Linked DNA regions of Pan troglodytes: region 2 is linked to region 1. Evidence: chromatin contacts called from public Hi-C data. All regions are on one chromosome and are shown on one strand. Each heading gives the region's core, a stretch centred on a gene start, on an enhancer-like site or on the middle of the called end of the contact. The rest is flanking DNA. Distances are from core to core; before and after follow the strand shown. Region 1 holds the start of NXN (nucleoredoxin). Region 2 holds the start of GLOD4 (glyoxalase domain containing 4).

The links. A called contact is a pair of places that touch in the nucleus more often than the background predicts.
Region 2: a Hi-C map of stem cell-derived neural progenitor cells shows a contact between it and region 1, with 6 times the contacts expected there. The contact joins the promoter of GLOD4 here to the promoter of NXN in region 1. A contact is called at or near these places in 5 of 7 Hi-C or Micro-C datasets (blood, induced pluripotent stem cells, a lymphoblastoid cell line and 1 more), 1 of 1 datasets of contacts at active chromatin or transcription factors (stem cell-derived excitatory neurons) and 1 of 1 other capture datasets (stem cell-derived neural stem cells).

What each region holds. Positions count from the first base shown.
Region 1 is chr19:11,448,291-11,455,612 of NHGRI_mPanTro3-v2.0_pri, forward strand. NXN (nucleoredoxin) reads right to left here and starts at 3,467. Exons shown (of 8, transcript XM_016931115.4): 1 at 3,001-3,467. The coding sequence starts at 3,360.
Region 2 is chr19:11,259,993-11,267,314 of NHGRI_mPanTro3-v2.0_pri, forward strand. It overlaps GLOD4 (glyoxalase domain containing 4), which reads right to left and starts at 4,278. Exons shown (of 10, transcript XM_063798148.1): 1 at 2,783-4,278. It overlaps MRM3 (mitochondrial rRNA methyltransferase 3), which reads left to right. Exons shown (of 4, transcript NM_001279817.1): 3 at 1-52; 4 at 3,345-4,320. The coding sequence ends at 3,880.

The sequences.
Region 1 (7,322 bases), core at 2,217-4,716:
TTCCCCACCATAATTTTTCAATTTTCTTTAGAGAAATGCCAGCCAATAGCTAATTAGAACCACACCCTTTGTTATCCCAACGGGAAGAAGTATACGCGTGGGCTTAAAGAACAAATGTTAATGAGAACTTAAAAAAAAAATTAGCAATCTGGAACTCTGGTTTCCCTTCAGTGTAAAACAAAATTCCCTTCTCTAGAGTTATTTTAATCGTTGGTGAAACGACACGGACAGAGTCCAGACAAGACGTGTTCACCCATCCAGTGCTCTCAGCTGGGAGAACTCCGGCTCTTCACTTGTTCTGATGGGGAAATTAGCATCATTAGCTCACGGGCTTCTAAGCACCCTAACTTCAAACGAGACAAAAACTCAGTTACAGAAAAGGCACTTGTTCCACATCTCTTTGGTTTCAAGGGGGAAAATAATTCCTTTTTTTTTTTTTTTTTTTTTTGAGACAGAGTTTCGCTCTTGTTGCCCAGACTGGGGTGCAATGGTGCGATCTCGGCTCACCGCAACCTCCGCCTCCCAGGTTCAAGCGATTCTCCTGCCTCAGCCTCCCTAGTAGCTGGGACTACAGGCATGCGCCACCAGGTCTGGCTAATTTTGTATTTTTAGTAGAGACAGGGTTTCTCCATGTTGGTCAGGCTGGTCTGGAACTCCCGACCTCAGGTGATCCGCCCACCTCAGCCTTCCAAAGTGCTGGGATAACAGGCATGAGCCACCGCGCCCGGCAATAATTCCTTTTAAAATCAGCACATAGCTTTTGTAATTTCCAAGAGTATGTGTTCCATAAGAAGGACAGCTGGAGTCTTTTTACCTGCTATATATCCCCGAGAAAGATCTTGAGTGGTTTGTTCACGACCAAGGAAAGAAACTATCTCCTTGAAAACTGGACTGGTTTTAGAGAATAAATTATAGGATGTGAGTCAGAAAAACTCTGGGCCAAAAAATAAAATGTTTAAGATGCTAAGGCACCAGGGTTTGGGCACGTCCAGCACTCTCAACGGTATTTTCAAATGAGCGTCTGCCCTGTGTCATCCAGGTTCTCATCATGGAGGAATCAGCAGGTCCAGGCTAGGGCCGCAGAATACTTTTTGTCATGCAAAGAGCCTGTCCAGGGTAATAGAGAGCCAGCCATGGCCCATGTCCTATCAAATATTCTCCTTTTTCGGAAAAAGCTCTAAGCATTTGCAAAACATCTGTTTGCTCCATATTTTTACTATCCAAAAAATGTATTTCCTCTTCAGTAAAAAACACAACAATAGGCTGTTAAGCCTGTAACATTTTACCATAATTCTATGTTTTCAAAAGCTAGAAATCATTTGTATTGCCGGATAAGGACATTATTTTAAGTAGACTTTGGTCTACAACAGAAACTTGCCGTAACAATGAAAATCTTTTTTGGCAAATCACTTTCTGAACATTATTTCTCCACGAACGTACCACAAAAACCACCACCAAGGAAAACAAAGGATTCTCGTATTTTGAATCAAAAAGTACTGGCCATGCATATTCATACTACATCAAGCATGTCAATCAAAATGGGCAAAATAACCTAAAAAGCAGTAAAAATGCCAACTCTTGCCTCTGAGTGGTTAGTGAACCTATGGTTTCCCAATGTGAAATTTACAAACTGCATCGGATCAACTGTATTTCATACTTTAAATCTCAAATCTCTACCTCACACTGCTTCGGGATGGATGATTTACTCAAGACATTTGGGGTCACAGTATAAGCCTTTTGCTCCCAGTAAATCTAAATCATGCTTCTCAACAAGATTCTGCACATATAAAAGGAACACGTGGCACGCCTCGCCATGCTCCCCAGAGGAAACTAAACGCCCCCAGAATAGCCCTTCTGTCCACTCCAGAAACAGGCTTTCCTCAAAAAGGGAAGGGGGCTGGATTCACACGTTGCATCATAGACACTCACGAAGCAACAGCGCTCCAAAACTTTTTCTGACTCCATTCATTACAAAATGTCCTGGATGTGCTTTATTATCACAGAGACAGACATCCTCACCCAAGGGACACACTCAGAAACCCAAACTCAACTCGGCAGCAAACTGGGAGACACGAGAAGTTGACAGCAAAGTATCCATTTCCCCAAATCCTCCTTCTTCCAGTCAATGTGCATCGATGGGGTCAACTCAGCCCTTAACTCGAAGACCCCGGGACCACAGGGGCCACCACGCAGCTGAGCTCTGCACAGCCCGGGCTGTTCCCGCGCCCGGGAGGCGTCTGGGGAGGAGACTGGACGGCCAGACAATGCAAAGCTCCCCGGTGGCCGCGAACTCAGCCTGGGGCGGGGGGGGCGGGGGAGGCGGGGGCGGGAGACGGAGCCGTGAGCGCCCTTCTCGGCCACAGCCACGGCCACGGTCACCGGCCGCCTCTCCTGACCTCGGCCTCGGCCCCCAGGTCCCCGGTCCCCGGGGAAGGGGCTCCGGGAAGGCAGGTTTCTCCCGGAAAGAAAGGAAACGCGCTGGTTTGGGCACCACGGGCGGGGGGCGCGCACCCTCCCCTCCCCTCCCCTCCCCACTGTGGGAATCCGCGGGGGTCGGCGGCGGAGGCAGGAAGGGCCTGGCGCCTCTGCTCGCGGGTGAAGGGGTCGCGGAACCGGGATCCCCGAGCGCAGCCGCCCCCACCCGAGGCTCCCAGCGTGTGCGGACGGAGGGGCTCCAGCCGGGGTCCCGGGGGCCGAGGGGGGTCCAACTTTCCAGGGCGGGCGCAGCGCAGCACTCGAACCAAAGAGGGGTCCTGGGATGAGGGTGCGGGCACAGCGCGGAGAGGGAGGGGAGGGGGGGCAGAGGCGGGGACGGCGGGGTGGGGGGCGGGGAGAGGACAGTGGGTCGGGGGGCGGGGGACTGGGGGCTGGGGTCAGGGGGTGGGGGGCGGGCAGGGGGACAACGGGGTTGGCGGAGGGCAGGGGTAACGGGGGTGGGGGACGGGCAGGGGTAACGGGGGTGGGGGGCGGGCAGGGGCCGGCGAGGCCCGCGCCGCTCACCTTCCTGTGCTTCTCCTTGTAGGGCAGCGCCAGCCACGGCATGTCCCGCACGAAGTCCTGCCACTGCCGCTGGTCCTGGTCCGAGGACACGAAGACGATCTCCAGGCGCCGCCGCGGCTCGGGCTCCGCCGCCGCCCCGGCCCCCGCTCCCGGCCCCGGCCCGGCCGCCGCGTCCCCCCGCAGGCGCCCGTAGAAGGCGGCCAGGCTGGCGCTGAGCTGCGCGCAGGGGGCGCTGAGGCTGCAGCCGAAGTAGAGACCCAGCAGCGAGATGCCGCGGGCGCCCAGCGAGTGCACGTCCACCTCCTCGCCGCCGCCCGTCACCAGCTTCTCGCCGAGCAGCTCCTCCAGGAAGCCCGACATCCTGGCCCACCGCACGGCGGGCAGGCGGCTGCGACCCCGCTCCACGGTCCGCGCGGCGGGAGGAGGCGGCGGCGGCGGCGGCAGGCGCTGAGGAGAGCGGAGCCCGGCCCAGTAAGGCCGCCCACGCCACGCCCCCTCCGCCTGCCCGCGCCACGCCCCCTCCGCGGTCCGCGCCACGCCCCTCCGCCCGCCCTCGCCACGCCCCGTTTGCGGCCGGCCATGGCCAGAGCTCTCCGCCCAGGCGGGGTCCGCAGCTGCCGGTCGCGGTGCGCGGGGTGACTGCTTGGGCGAGAAGCCGGACCCGAAACGCCGCACTCTCCCTGGAAAGCCCGCGGCCGAAGTGAAGAAAGGAGAAGGGCCCGCTGAGCCGGCGCTTTCCCGGGCTGCAGCCCGGCCCGCATTTTCTCTCCTCCTCAGTTCTAAATTCCCTCCAGACCTCCAGGGATCCCGCCCCCTCCCCGCGGAGCTCTTCACCCTCTTCCTGTTCCTCCTCCCCGGCCTTTCCCTCCTCTCCCTGCACGAAGCCTGACCCTCAGGCCGCTCCGGGACCCACTGACCCTGAGATGCTTATAGGACTCGCCGTCCTCACTGCATCAGGCCGGGCCTGGCTGGACACTGACTCCTCTGTGTGTTCCAAGCTGTTCTAAGGGGGCCCAGGACGCCCTCGCAGCTTCTGGTGGGGTCTGGTTAGGGTGCCAGGTCTCAGTGTGGGATTTCCGTCCAGGGGTCGCCGGGGCCTCTGCCCCCAGCGAATCTGTCTTCCAGCCTCACAAATGGATGCAAAGGACGCCGCGGGGCCTCCAGACCAATGCTGGCCGCGCTCCTGAATCCGCTCCATCCTCATGTCAAGTCTATGGATAGTTGAGAACATTTCTAGAGATTTTTTTTTTTTCCTACCAGCTGGCAGGATGCTCCCCAATGCTTAGGGAGAAGCTGAATTAAACAGGTGGTCTGGGCCGGGCGCGGTGGCTCACGCCTGAATTCCCAGCACTTTGGGAGGCCGAGGTGGGTGGATCACAAGGTCAGGAGTTCGAGACCAGCCTGGCCAATATGGTGACACCCCCCCCGCCTCTACTAAAAATACAAAAATTAGCCGGGTGTAGTGGCAGGCACCTGTAACCCGAGCAACTCAGGAGGCTGAGGTAGGAGAATGGCGTGAAGCCGGGAGACGGAGGCTGCAGTGAGCCGAGATCGCTCCATTGCACTCCAGCCTGGGCAACAGAGCGAGACTCCGTCTCAAAAAAACAAAAAAAACAGGTGGTCCGTGGCGAGTACTCTGGCCACGCAGCGCCTCCCCCCAACCCAACCCACTGGTGCACGAAGCAGGTGCAGATCCGGGCCCAGCCACAGTAACAGGCCGCCGGTGTGGATCAGCTACTGACGACTCAGCGAAAGCAAAAAAATAAAAGCTGAAAACCCGCCCCTCTGAGAGCTTCCACCGCCGCTTCGGAGGGTATTTCCTGTGCATCCATCGCCACCTAATGGAAAGAGTGAAAAATGAGGCCGACCAGACTCCATTTGTGAAAAGACACTGCCGGGACACCAGGCACAATGCTTTTATTTTACAGCAGCTTTCCACATACACAAATGATAGGACGCTTTGCGGGAGCTAATTTAAACCTCAGAATAGAACTTCAAGCTTTTGGCACAAAACGTAAGTGTTCACATCGAAGGTTCTCCGTTTTTCTAGGGTAGAATAAGGAATGGTGCAGGGTTCCAGCTTGGTGAAATGTTACCATATAAAACAATTGGGAGAGGTGGAGATGGGAGCGGAAAGTGGACTGGCGTCTCTACAAGTTATATCCACTTCCTTAGTCACCTGCTGGTATTGCTAATGACACAGGTAAGATCTTTGATGGAGGACCACGTTCGAACACGCTAGAATCCTACTGCGAAGTCGAATTCCACCTTAATTCTTAGGAGACTTTCATGCTGAAAGTCTTTGCCACTGTAGGGACAATATTATAAAACACACACAGAAAGCATCACTTTTTAGTGAAAACTTTATTTATTTATTTATTTATTTTGAGACAGTGTGGGCGGCAAGCCACCCAGGCGCTGAGGCAAGAGACCAAGGACACGAGCCGTTCCAGTATAATAAAATATAAAATAAGAATAGTTATACCAGATATAGATCTTAGATATGCTTATATATGAACATCATTCATCATTAGTTTGTAGCAATTACTCTTTATTCCAATATCATAATAATCCTCGCTCTATAATCATAATCTAGGGAAAACCAGGCCATACAGAGATAGGAGCTGAGGGGACATAGTGAGGAGTGACCAGAAGACAAGAGTGTGAGCCTTCTGTTATGCCCAGACAGGGCTACCAGAGGGCTTCTTGGTCTAGCGGTAACACCAGCGTCTGGGAAGACACCCGTGGCCAGGCAGACTGTGGTCTAGCGGTAGCGTAAGTGTCAAGGAAAAACACCTGCTACTTAGCAGACCAGGAAAGGGAGTCTCCCTTTCCCCGGGGGAGTTTAGAGAAGACTCTACTCCTCCACCTCTTGTGGAGGGCCTGACTGCAGGCTCGCCCACAATTATCCGGAGGCCTAACCGTCTCCCTGTGATGCTGTGCTTCAGTGGTCATGCTCCTAGTCTGCCTTCGTGTTCCATTCTGTACACCTGGCTCTGCCTTCTAGATAGCAGTAGCAAATTAGTGAAAGCACTAAAAGTCTCTAATAATGGTGGAAGCTGTTTCTCTCTTTGTCTCCTCTCTCTCTCTGCCTCGGCTGCCAGGCAGGGAAGGGCCCCTGTCCAGTGGACACGTGACCCACGTGGCCTTACCTATCATTGGAGATGGCTCACTCTCCTTATCCTGCCCCTTTGTCTTGTGTCCAATAAATATCAGTGCAGCCTGGCATTTGGGACCACTACCGGTCTCCGCGACTTGGTGGTAGTGGTCCCCCCGGCCCAGCTGCCTTTTATCTCTTTGTCTTGTGTCTTTATTTCTACACTCTCTCATCTCCGCACACGGGGAGAGACCCACCGACCCTGTGGGGCTGGTCCCTACAGACAGAGTCTCACTCTGTTGCCCAGGCTGGAGTGCAGTGGTGCGATCTCAGCTCCTGCAACCTCTGCCTACCAGATTCAAGTGATTCTCCTGCCTCAGCCTCGCGAGTAGCTGGGATTACAGGCATGCACCACCTCCCAAATAGCTGGGATTACTGGCATGCACTGACTAATTTTTTTGTTTTGTTTTGTTTGTTTGTTTTTTGCAACAGAGTCTTGCTCTGTTGCCCAGGCTGGAGTGCAGTGGCATGATCTCGGCTCACTGCAAGCTCCGCCCCTCCAGGTTTAAGCAATTCTCTGCCTCAGCCTCCGGAGTAGCTGGGATTACAGGCGCCCGCCACCAAGCCTGGCCAATTTTTTGTATCTTTAATAGAGACGGGGTTTTCACCATACTGGCCAGGCTGGTCTCAAACTCCTGGCCTCAAGTGATCCACCCGCCTCAGCCTCCCAAAGTTCTGGGATTACAGGCATGAGCCACCGCCCGGCCTTGGTGAAAACATTTAAAGCTACTCATATGATATATATTAAATTACTAGGCCGGGTGAGGTGGCTTACACCTGTAATCCCAATACTTTGGGAGGCTGAGGCGGGCAGATCATGAGGTCAGGAGATTGAGACCATCCTGGCTAACACAGTGAAACCCCGTCTCTACTAAAAATACAAAAAATTAGCCGGGCGAGGTGGCGGGCACCTGTAGTCCCAGCTACTCGGGAGGCTGAGGCAGAATGGCATGAACCCAGGAGGCGGAGTTTGCAGTGAGCCGAGATCGCACCACTGCACTCCAGCCTGGGTGACAGGGAGAGACTCCATCTCAAAAAAAAAAAAAAAAAAAAAAAAAGTATATATATATATACATACACATACATAGTTACTAGACGTCTTTTGAAATCCTGTAAATGGGTTACAATGTTTTATCATCTCATCCAAATCCTATCTGAAAGGCCC
Region 2 (7,322 bases), core at 3,028-5,527, 190 kb before region 1:
ATTCTGAGATCTGCAGCTGGGGCAGGCTGCAGCAAAGTGTTACTCACCAAAGGTAAGAGCATCAAAGGCCAGGCATAGTGGCTCACACTCGTAATCCAGCCCTTTGGGAGGCCGAGGCAGGAGGGTCACTTGAGCCCAGGAGTTCAGGACCATCCTGGGCAACATAGTGAGACCTCATCTCTACAAAAAAAATTACAATTAGCTGGGTGTGGTGGGGTGTGCCTATACTCAGTCCCAGCAACTTGGGAGGCTGAGGTGGGAGGATTGCTTGAGCCTGGGATGTCAAAGCTCATCACATGTCAAGTGAGCTCATCACTGCACTCCAGCCTGGGCGACAGAGTGAGACTCCCTCTCAAAAAAATAATAAAACCAGGTGGATTAGTTGGTCTGGTCTTTTTTTTTTTTTTTATTAAAGAGATGGGGTCTCACTATGTTGCCCAGGCTGGTGTTGAACTGGCTCTGACTCAAGCAGTCCTCCTGCCTCAGTCTCCCAAAGTGCTGGAATTATAGGCATGAACAACTATGCCCAGCCAAGTCAATCACTGTTAGGTGAGCTATGGCTCTGGGCAGGCAGACATGCATTGGATCTTGGGTCTGCCTTCACTAGCTGTGGTCCCTGAGCAGTAGCTGGAATGACAGGCATGAATAACCACGCCCAGCCAAGTCGACCACTGTTAGGTGAGCTAGGGCTCTGGGCAGGCAGACACGGCTTTGGATCTTGGTCTGCCTTCACTAGCTGTGGTCCCTGAGCAGTAGTCCCTGAAGTGTCAGCTTCCTCGTTGGTGAACTGGGAGGAATAACAGAATCTCCCTGGTCACCGTGAGGATTAAGTGAGATGATGCACAGAAGTTACTTCACACCTTACCTGCCTCACGAGTAATTCAGTCAATGTTGATTCTCTTTTTTAAAAATTATGTTTATTGTAGAGATGGGGTCTTGCTGTGTTGCCCAGGCTGATCTGGAACTCCTAAGCTCAAGGGATCCTCCTGCCTCTGCCTGGCAAAATGCTGAGATTATAGGCGTTAGCCGCCATAGCCAGCCATGTTTATTATCTTTTAAAATTATCATGAAACCTGCTAGGCTGTTAGAGAACTTCACATCGATTATGGAAATGAAATAGATGCCAATTTTAACACTTGGTTTCTGGTTCTTTATATAATGATCTTGAGTTCCCAAATTGCTGAGTATATGAGCCATTCCTGAGTCTTGACTTCTGAATCCTATGAAAGGAATGACGTCAGCAGCTCTGAATCCTAATGTCATTGTGATCCGTTTCCCTTAGATTCCCTTAGCCTCAGCGTGGGTCACATGCCCCGCACACAAATTCGCCTCATTACATTTCTGTCTCTTGTCATCAGAAATAGGGATTAATAGGCTTGGCTCTAAACAGACTTTCCTCACAGTTGGAGCACGCCTAAAATGTCTCTTACACCTTGGGAGGTGGAGGGGACAGAGAGTACCATTCATCAGAAACACCCCAGCCACCATTAAAAGTAAACTAATAGTGGCACCCATTGTTGAGACTTGCCTAAATTGCTGCTCGCAACTCTTTCTCAGTCACGCCTTGCTAGAATACGTTTCTGTGCCAGTGTGAGAGCTACGTGCTGGGGTTCTGTGATCAGTACCCGCTTACTCGCCCCATTATTTAGTGCTCTGATAGCTGTTGTGGGATTTGGAAATAAATCTAAATAATCCAAGCAGTGTGGTTTTCACATTGATACTGATGGCTGGGGTGTAAGAAATAGGGAAAGAAGGTAGGAAATACTTGGTGTGGTGCCCAGTATCCAGGACATGAGGATGACGGGAGGAGTCTCGCCTTTCCCCTTTCCCTTCTCCCCTCCAGGCAGAGGGGTCAGCCTCGGCCGCTCCTCTCACACATCTGGGCCTATCTCTGGTTTCCTGCAGGGAGAGGGAAAGCCCGTGGTTGGGGGTGCAGGCGCTGTTACATCCTCTGTGTCTTATTCTCCGTTTAAAATCTGGTTTGCCTGGTTCGTCTATCCCGAGGTTTGACAAATGAACTTTTAAAATAACTCGTCAGGAGAAGACTTGCGCTAACAAGCTGTGCGGGGGAGGGTGGGAGGCCATGCAGTCACTGTGAGGCCCCACCCTCGGCCGCTCTCCCAGCCTGCCCGTGGTGAGCAGCAGCCCCTGGGAAAGGCCAGGCGTCGCAGGCTGCTGCCGGGGTTGCCTCTTGCCTCATTTCCTCATCTCTAGAGTGTTCCCTGCTCCAGTGCAGACTGAACGTTGAAGCCCAATGGGTCTTGATGAAACTATAGATCTGATTCTGTCACTGCTTTGCTTAAGATCACTCAATGGCATGATACTGTCTTCTGATAAAATGCCAAACTCCTCAGCTTCCCATAGGAGGCCTCCTCCGTGTTGGCCTGCCCACCTCCCACCTCCTGTGCCACTACACCCCAGCGCTGATTGACCGGATCACTGCCTGTGCCACCACACCCCCACCCACTGATTGGCCGGCTTACCTCCTGTGCCACCACACCCCCGCCCGCTGATTGGCAGGCTCACCTTCTGTGCCACCAAACCCCCACGCGCTGATTGGCCGGCTCACCTCCTGTGCCACCACACCCCCGTCCGCTGATTGGCCGGCTCACCTCCTGTGCCGCCACAGCACCACCGCTGATTGGCCGGCTCACCACCTGTGCCGCCACAGCACCACCAGTGATTGGCCGGCTCACCTGTGCCACCACACCCCCCCCCCCACCCGCTGATTGGCCACGTCAACTGTGCCACCACACCCCCACCGGCTGATTGGCTGGCTCACCTCCTGTGCCGCCACAGCGCCACCGCTGATTGGCCGGCTCACCATGCTTGCAGTCCTTAGGCTGCGCCACTCTCCGGCTTCCTCTCCTAGCTCTGTCCTCTGCCTGGGCCTTTATCTCAGTGTCATGGTCTTTTAGATGGTTTTCCTCATCGCCCTGCTTTGTCTGTGGGTTTCCTATGACTGTGTGGGTGCTTCTTTTACATCAGTTACTGATACTGTAGCCATCTGTTTAATACCACCCCAGCGCCACTGCCCACTACACTGTGCGTTCCTTGGGGTTGGGGACTTTCATTATCTTTGCATCTTCTGCGCAGTGTCTGGCACGTGTGAATGGGAGATGTTGAAGGGATGCATAAAACATCTTCAGCACTAGCAGGAGTGACGCCTATAGTCGCTTTGCTGGATGCTGTCAGAGAGAGGCAGAAGGTCCCAGCCCTCAAGAAAGCTATCATAGAAGAACTGGTTTATCTCCTGATCCAAAATTGATCAGACTTACTCCACAGTCCCCTGGTCTGGGAAGATTTGTAACATCTTGATTGTTTCCTGTCTTTTTATTTTCCAGGCTGTGTGGATGCCTGGGAGCCCAAAGTGCTCCGGGCGGGTATGGGCGCACATTTCCGGATGCCCATTATCAATAATCTGGAATGGGAAACCGTGCCCAATTACCTGCCCCCTGACACTCGGGTCTATGTGGCTGACAACTGTGGCCTTTATGCCCAGGCTGAGATGTCTAATAAAGCTAGTGACCATGGCTGGGTGTGTGATCAACGAGTGATGAAGTTTCACAAGTATGAGGAAGAGGAAGATGTAGAAACCGGAGCCAGTCAAGATTGGCTGCCTCATGTTGAGGTTCAGAGTTACGACTCGGACTGGACAGAGGCGCCGGCAGCTGTGGTGATTGGCGGGGAGACCTACGGCGTGAGCCTGGAGTCCCTGCAGCTGGCCGAGAGCACTGGTGGCAAGAGGCTGCTGATCCCCGTTGTGCCTGGTGTGGACAGCCTCAACTCGGCCATGGCGGCAAGCATCCTGCTTCTCGAAGGGAAAAGACAGCTGCGGGGGAGGGCGGAGGACTTGAGCAGGGACAGGAGTTACCACTGAGGACGCAGAAGTGACTTCTGCTTGAGGACGTCTGCAGCTCCTCCTACACCAGCACACTCGTGGGAGGCTGGCAGAGTCAGTGACTATGGCCCCCATGTTCAGGAGGAAGGTGTGATGCCGTCATACAGTTACAGGAAAAATAAGAACTTCCTCAGAAAGAACAGGTCCGAATTCTTCCTGTCGCGTCACTGATTTTGAGGTTCTTTTTTCTCTTGGTGACAATAGGTGACCCACGTGGCTCTGTGTGTTTTTAAAAATTGTCCACCAAGAAGCACTTTGTGCCCAGAAAGTTCCTGAAGCATCATCCTGGCAGGGAGGCGCCTGCTCCACCAGCTGGTGGGTGTTTGTAATCACCAAGCACCAGCTGTAGGTCACAGCCACATCACTCACAGCTGATCACTGGTTGGTGGAAAATAAACTATGAGCAGCAGATTACGTTAGTAAGTTGTTTTGTGTGGTTGGTGTGTCACAGTACCTGTCAGTCACGTTTGGCCTGGTAACGAGGACGTGGCTAAGGGAACACCAGGAAGCTGAGGGCTACGCTCATGGCATCCAGCAGCTCTGCTCTGGGCTCAGATGGTCTTTGAGATTGTTCAGGGCTTCACTGAGCCACTGTTTATGTATCCATAGAAACGGCTTAATTCAACAGGCCATGTCAGACCTTCTTGGCACCTCTGCAGATACCTTTTTGAGGACTTTGCAGAGACGGAAGTCTATGCAGAAAACTGAATTTCAAAATCGGCAGCCTCACCCTGCATGTGTCAGGAAAGTGTCACTGTTTCCTGGTTCCCTGTGTTAGTCCTACTTACGTCTCATCCCCCAATGTTTAGAGGCCAAGGTTCTGAGAATGAACGCCCACAATACAGCGGCAGGACCCTTCTGTTCTCTCAGCCCCTCCAGGGCCGAGGGCAAGCTGGATCTTTACCTACTAGCGGCCAAACCAGGATGCAGCCAGGGGGTCAGGGCAAGTGCTGATGGTCATCAATGTATCTATAAGGAACTGTGGGGATGGGGTGCGTGGGTGGAATATGGGACTCTCTTAAGCACTGCTGGCCAGGCGCGGTGGCTCACGCCTGTAATCCCAGCACCTCGGGAGGCCGGGCGCGGTGGCTCACGCCTGTAATCCCAGCACTTTGGGAGGCCAAGGCAGCGGATCACAAGGTCAGGAGATCGAGACCATCCTGGCTAACACGGTGAAACCGTCTTCACTAAAAAAATACACAAAATTAGCCAGGCGTGGTGGCAGGTGCTACTCGGGAGGCTGAGGCAGGAGAATGGTGTGAACCCGGGAGGCGGAGCTTGCAGTGAGCCGAGATTGCACCACTGCACGCCAGCCTGGGCGACAGAGCGAGACTCCGTCTCAAAAAAAAAAAAAAGCACTGCTTTTGCAGCCACACAGAGTTGGAGTTGAAGACAACACAGGAAGCGTTTCCCCACACCCTTCTGCCCAGCGGCTCCCGTAATGGTTTGGACACTGCTCACTCCAGGGAGGTCAAGTGTGTTGCTGGTGTGCCCAGGAGAAACCTTCTTTCTCTTCTACTCCCCCAACTTCCTAGTCAAACTCCCTCTTCCTAGTAAAACCAAATGACCAAGCATGATTCACGTGCCAAGGGGCAGGTTGGGATTGCTCTCCCCTGGGGGAGGGGTGTTTGCAGGGACAGTGTCCTCCCAGGCTGACATCTGAATATTTGAACATCTGCTCTGGAGCTCCACTGTGCTCTGGGCCTGCCCAGAGCTCCACATGAATGGGCGATGCAAGTGTCCCCCCAACACTGCTCCCAAAGGCTGGTGCAGAGAGGACAGGCGGAAAGGCGGCCTGGAGAATGCAAATCCATCCCACTCCAGTCTCCCCAGACACCTCAGGACAGTGCTCAAGAAGCAGGAGTCATGAAAAGGAAGCTCACATCTTTCCAGCCTAAAACCAATCTCCTGGGATTTGTTCCCCGGGTTATACTCCCACTGACTCGTTACAAAATAACAGTGAAAGAATAAACCATGTATTACCTTGTCCTTGTTTAGAAAAAGCAATGTAAACACTGGAAAGTAATTTTTTTTTTTTTTTTTTTTTTTGAGACGGAATCTCCCTCTGTCGCCCAGGCTGGAGTGCAGTGGTGCGATCTCGGCTCACTGCAAGCTCCGCCTCCCAGGTTCACGCCATTCTCCTGCCTCAGCCTCCCGAGTAGCTGAGACTACAGGCGCCCACCACCACGCCCGGCTAATTTTTTGTATTTTTAGTAGAGACGGGGTTTCACCATGTTAGCCAGGATGGTCTTGATCTCCTGACCTCGTGATCCACCCGCCTCGGCCTCCCAAAGTGCTGGGATTACAGGCGTGAGCCACCGCGCCCGGCCAACACTGACAAGTAATTCTAAGCCCATTTTATCCTGGGTGTGAGAGGGAAAAAAAATTTACATCCCTTTGCTTTAGAGTCTTCAGTTCACTGAAGACTCACTGCTTTAGTGCCTTCAGTTCACTTTAGTGCCTTCAGTTCACTGCTTTAGTGCCTTCAGTTCACTTTATATATTCATGGGTATAATTTAGTAGGGACGAGGGAGGGTGCAGGAGGGAGGCAAATTGTCCTTTCTTCAGTGAATACAGGGGAGCAGATGGTTGTTATTTGCTGAGTGATTCTGGAAAATCACTACCTTGAATTCTCAAGTTTTGAGGCCGACATTTGTTCTCTCACCATTTCCCCAGTAAACAGGAATAAAAAACGAGCCACATTTGACAAGGAAAACACTGCTTGGCTGAGAGACGAACATTGTCAGGATGTTGGCCACGCTCCCGCGCCTTTGTGTGGTGGCGTAGCTGTCACAGTGGCGTCTGCCAGGAGGTGGCAGGCGACACCTCCAAAACCACCCCAGTGCTGAAGGGCGGGGCTGCGATTTTTTCCTGGATTTAAATCGTTGAAAAGGGAGGAAAAGAGGATGAAGTCTCCCTCCACCGGAGAGCATTTTGCAAGCTGTCTGTGCTCCAGGGTGTTAAAGCCGGAGACCCATCCAGATTGTCCCAGACCACCTCAGAAGCAAGAACCCGGAGTACAGGAAGACATGGGAACAAAAACGGAGGCGAAAGAGGACGAACGGGAAATAGCAGGAAAGACCATCACAACTTTTCCCTGTGACTGCAGCCTCTGAGAAAAGCAACTCTGGGCAAAGCATAGGTGTCCAGATGTGCCTGGAGCTCATGCTGGGTGCCCACCGGCTGGCCCTTCAGTTCCTGCTTCGGGGCAGAGAGCGCTGAAATCACTCTCCCCTCGCCCCAGCCGCTGGCTCCTGGCTGGGAGCCTGGTCATTAAGGTCCAGAGGAGAAACAGACCTCTGGGGACCTGCCGTTCACCTGGGACCTTCCGCTGCTTACCCCGGGGTTGACAGCAACCCCAGATGTCCGCACCAGCCACGCCGGGCCACACATAGCCCCACTTTTGCCATTCTACCACGCA